Linked DNA regions of Larimichthys crocea: region 1 is linked to region 2. Evidence: chromatin contacts called from public Hi-C data. All regions are on one chromosome and are shown on one strand. The core of a region is the stretch at or near the end of the contact, and the rest is flanking DNA. Distances in the headings are between cores, read along the strand shown.

Region 1 (2,700 bases), core at 148-2,647, 160 kb after region 2:
AGGGCAGATGTTTTAAAAGGTTAACCTCTACTACAGTAAAATGTGTCCCGCAACAAAGGGGAAACAAGGCTTACGATACCTACCAGGGTGCTGCCTTTTCTCACATCTTCCAACCTCTCCAAAACTTGCGCCAGGCTCGGGTCATCAGAGTCCACAAACCATATCGGAGGCGTAGATGGATAAGATTCCTAAAAGACAGCGGCAAGACAACAACAACAACAAAAAAAAACACACAATACAGTTCAGATAAGCACCTGCAAACACTTTGCGTGGTTAAACAGTAGTCAGTAAATACCGTAAAAATCTGGGTTGACGACATTAGCATTCAGAGTGCAGCGTTAGCTTCGAGCTAGGGTCGCTTATCAACACTGTTTATTGTCGGATTGTCAGACAAACAAAACCCCGCTATCAACACTACGCAGCTCCCGCTGACATAGTCTTATAAAACCACGCAAAACGTGCCCATTAAATTATTATTAAATCGTACAGCTATGGAGGTAGCCTACTACCTGGCTTCAGCAAGTTAACCAGCTAACTTTAGCTCGCTAACGACCAACAAGGGAAGTGTCTAAATCCGGGCGCTTGTGTTTGTTTGTTACACCCTTACCGTGATGTTACAGTGGATAATTAACAGCTTTTCCCCGGTCACATTAAACTGACAGCTCAGCTCGTCGGGCTTCCAGTCAATGATCCTGAAGCGTTCATGGTTTGGATCAAAAATGGACTCTAAAAACTTCAGTTCGGCCTTCAGCCCCGACACCGACATCTTCCACGCATCTCCGGCCGGGCCGCTGGGGAGGGGGAGAAGTCGGGACTTTAGCTTCTGGCTAGCCAAAGCAGCAACGACGCAAGAATTTTTTTCAGTTCAGGATAGCTTTATATATGTATAAAAAAAAGTGGCAAAGAGATGACGGACTGCTCCGGTGGATGTAGCTGGATGCCCAGCTGTAAATGTCTCCGCTGCTGCTGCTGCTGCTGATGAAGAAGAAGAAGTGGCTAACGATAGCTTAGCTTCCAGCTAGCTTAGCGAGTTAGCGAGCTAGTCCGTTGTTGTTGTCTTTCCGTCTATTGTTGTTGTCTGCCTCCCGATAACAACACTTTAAGGCTCTCGCCGTGTCCCGTGACCGTCTCCTCACAGTCCCACCGGACAGCTCCTCGTCGGTGACTTGACCGGGGGACAATTAAACCACCTCCACGATGTGAACTTATATCCCGCGGTAGGGACGGTGTTTTTCATCCCGGTGCACAAACTGTAGCTGGCCTCTTGTGGGGTTTAAAGATGGCGTTGTTCAAGCTGCCCGTTCCCGCAGAGTCCCAGCATTCAGCGCGTCCTCGGTTTATTTTAAGGGCTAAGGAAATACAGGAAACTTTACAGCAGCGCAATATATTGTCAAACATTTATCCGAGACATGGTCAATGTGATTCTTTTTTTTTTAAACATTTATTTATAAGAGAAAAAAAGACCAAAAACTAATAATTTCATACTTTTAGATTAGATCTACTTTATTCATCCAACCACAGGGAAATTTACTTTTTACAGCAGCAGAGTCAAAGTGTAGCATACACTACAGAATTAGAAAAAAAAGTAGAAAAGACAAAAAAAAAAAAAAAAACACACAATAAACAGACAGAAATTAAACAGACAGAAATATCTATAACCTACACAATAAACACGAAAAACAACCAACCTTCAAAAACAGACAAGTACTGAGGATAAAAGTGGCATGATATACAACACAGGGAAATTTACTTTTTACAGCAGCAGAGGAAAGTGTAGCATACACTACAGAATTAGAAAAAAAAGTAGAAAAGGCAAAAAACACCAATAAACAGAACAGAATATTTATAACCTACACACATAAACACGGAAAACAACCAACCTTCAAAAACAGACAAGTACTGAGGATAAAAGTGGCATGATATACAACACAGGGAAATTTACTTTTTACAGCAGCAGAGGAAAGTGTAGCATACACTACAGAATTAGAAAAAAAAGTAGAAAAGGCAAAAAAAACACAATAAACAGACAGAAATTAAACAGACAGAAATATATAACCTACACAATAAACGCGAAAAACAACCAACCTTCAAAAACAGACAAGTACTCAGGATAAAAGTGGCATGATATACAACACAGGGAAATGTACTTTTTACAGCAGCAGAGGAAAGTGTAGCATACACTACAGAATTAGAAAAAAAAGTAGAAAAGGCAAAAAAAAACAAAAAAACACACACAATAAACAGACAGAAATATCTATAACCTACACAATAAACACGGAAAACAATCAACCTTCATAACAGACAAGTACTGAGGATAAACGTGGCATGATATATAAAAAGAGTATTGTAATGTAAAGTGACCATAGTGTAAGAAATATTGCAAAGAAAGTGACCATGATACAAATAATAAATATTAATATTAATAATAATCTAATATTTCATAATACGCAGTTAAACTGCTGCACAGAACCTTGATGAAAACAGAATTATTTCAGTTTGGTACCACAAAGATACATGAAACTATTTACATTCTGTTTTCATGGAGATGATGTTTGATGCTGTGTCATTCACAAAGTTGGACTTGGACTCATATTTCTTTTTTTTTGATAGACCTCACTGTGTATACTGTAAATACTGCCATATAGCCATACATATACTTATATTTATAATGATAATTCTGTTTACACTGTGCCATATTGC
Region 2 (2,700 bases), core at 145-2,644:
CACTCCTTACCGCTTTGTCCAGCAGTGATGTCATACCGAGGGGGGAAAAGGAGTCTTGATAGTCCCGACCCCCAGGTTAACCATTTGTGAACACACCGGCATCTAACTCTTTTTTATTTAAAGTCCTACAAACAGTGTAATAAATGCATCGTTTGATATAAACTGCCCGTGTCTGTGGGCACTACCTTTTTAAAATCATTATAGCGCATATGGACCGTAAACGTCTCACTGCAGCCTATGCAGACACATTTATACCTGTATTATATAGCCTACCTATGCACGTGTCTCCTATAGATCTATAAAAAGACTATACGCGTGGATTAAAACAGCACTTTTGATTAAATCACTCTTGGATAAACTTGTGGCACAGGAGAACACTTGGTAAATATGAACAAATGGTGGATATAGATGAAACTTTGTAACTTAAATAATTCACCTGATAGATAATTACATCTTAAAGTTAGACTGGTGACAGACAGACTATAAGAAAGTATTGATCAAGACATGACATAGCTGTGGAAAATGTGCAGCAAGGAAAAAATAATTGAGAATGTGTGATGAAATAAGTTTCACTCAAACTGGTATTTGCACACTTTAGACATATATATATAACAATATATATTGTATTGTTTATGCTGGGATGGTGATTCAAGTTTTTTCCTTTGTCTTGAGGTGTGGCTGTGTGTGTGAGAGAGAGAGAGAGGAAGAGGTTTCAGGTTCGCCGGTGATTAAAAACATGGAGAAGTAAAAAGCTTCTTTGTTTGGCCCAGTGGACGTAAACGTGACGTGTACCACGTGACTAAAAGCAGGAAGCGAATCGAGTGTCAACAATAAAATGGTGAGTGAGTGTGCGCTATTTCTATTTCTTCTATTTTACAGCTGTCGTGGTTTTATTTTCTGTATGACATTTATTTAATGTTACCGGACTATTGTTCTTAATCAGTCCTACGATACGAACAGCTCAGGTACAAGTTATTAAAGCGGCATGCTATTTATTTTTTAGAAAACGCTTAGCGGCTAGCAGGTTAGCACGTTTAAAATCCCCAAAATGTCAAATATAATAATAATATAATAATAATATAATAATAATGATATAATAATATTGCGTTTTGACCTGGGTCCCCCCTTTAAAAAATGTGTTTTATGTAGTATGTGGTACTCAACGAAGACAGAAGTGTCTTTATTTTCTCTCACCCATTGTTAGAAAGCATATTAAAACTATAAAATGTAATTGTGCGTTTTGATTAAACCCCCCTGGGCTCACACCAGTAATTACTAATTTAACCCACCTTGTGTATCTGCTGTCCATGTCCCCGTGTTGACACTGTGGTTTTGTTTGTGTGCACAGGTCGAGATGGCTTCTTCAGACTGGCAGCTGTCTTTGAAGCTGGTGGATCAGCCTAAATCCGTCTTCCACTTCCCAGAGATGATGCCAGGGGATGTTTCGCCTGGAGGATACAGAGTCGCTACTTTAAAACAACTTGTTGCAGCACAGCTCCCAGACTCCATCCCAGACCCCGAATTTATAGGTCTTGTTGCAGATAGTAAATTAGCTATGAATGAAAATGTTATGTATGTGTGTGTGCTCTGTGGTGTAATCTGTTTGGTAAATAAAGGCTGTCATTGATATTTTTTGTTCCTTCAAATGTTCCCTGTCTCTCGCTCATGTTTCCCCATCAGAGCTGGTCCACTGTGGGCGGAAACTTAAGGATGAACTAACACTGGATGCCTGCGGGATCCAATCAGGAGCCACTTTACACATCCTCAAAAAGACTTGGCCTGAGCCAGAGAGCAATCCAGGTGTGATTGGTTGTTTTTTTTGTTTGTTTTTTTCATTCAAACATTGAAAGTGTGTGGTCAAGTTGGACTGTAAGTGAAACAGAAAATATGAATCTGAGCATGTGTGTGTGTGTTTTCTTCTCTAGAGCCTGTGAACAGAGCAACTGCAGCCAGGGAGTTCAGGGTGTTTAATGCTGCTCTTCATTCTCTCAACTCTGCCTACAGAGACTCAGTGAGTAGAAGACAGACATATACACACACACACATGAACATTCACATCAGTCCTCATGGTGACACTCATCTCCCTCCTTCTTCACCCTACTTCAGTGGTCTTCCAGCCACTGTTCATGGGACTTCCCTCTCAATGCATGCTTTGTTTTCCATTCAGATAAATTCAGACCAGAGGTGTGAATCTACTCTACCCTTACAATTTAATTCGATTAGGATTCAACTTAAGCGCACAATAATTCTGGATGCATCTTGATGCATCTCAGTCAGGCAGGGAAATTGGCAACAGCCGCCAGCCAGATGCTGGTAAAATATGAAAGTGGCTGGTAGATTACAGACAAAAAATAATGATTAAACCTACTACTACCATGCAAAGTAACAACTTAACTTTACAAACAATGCTCTGCAGTGTAGGCCGGAAAATCAACAATCAATTGGACACACGCATCCTTCACGTGAAGATTATTTGGAAGTGTTCACATCTGTTCTGATTGGATCACTCTAGATGCATCTTAGCCTCGATGTGTGAACAGGACCCTGGGCAACTGCGGACTAAAGATTATCCTCAACAGGACAGGGTTAGCTTTAATAGGCTGGCAGCTTTCTATGATATAAATCTATCACCACCTTTGCTTAAGTGATGAAGGAACCAATATATAGTGATATATTTTTCATAAACGTGTACAACCTACT

What was found. Hi-C and Micro-C count contacts between places; a contact is called where the count stands out from the background.
Region 1: a contact with region 2 is called in a Hi-C map of muscle, with 2.6 times the contacts expected there. The contact joins the promoter of ube2q1 here to the promoter of cd276 in region 2. A contact is called at or near these places in 4 of 7 Hi-C or Micro-C datasets (all in muscle).

Annotation. Positions count from the first base shown.
Region 1 is chrVIII:20,964,885-20,967,584 of L_crocea_2.0, forward strand. It overlaps ube2q1 (ubiquitin-conjugating enzyme E2Q family member 1), which reads right to left and starts at 1,398. Exons shown (of 13, transcript XM_027281460.1): 1 at 608-1,398; 2 at 84-188. The coding sequence starts at 766.
Region 2 is chrVIII:20,804,024-20,806,723 of L_crocea_2.0, forward strand. cd276 (CD276 molecule) reads right to left here and starts at 1,395. Exons shown (of 8, transcript XM_019278896.2): 1 at 1,290-1,395. It overlaps ubl7b (ubiquitin-like 7b (bone marrow stromal cell-derived)), which reads left to right and starts at 688. Exons shown (of 11, transcript XM_019278895.2): 1 at 688-838; 2 at 1,349-1,529; 3 at 1,681-1,800; 4 at 1,926-2,011. The coding sequence starts at 836.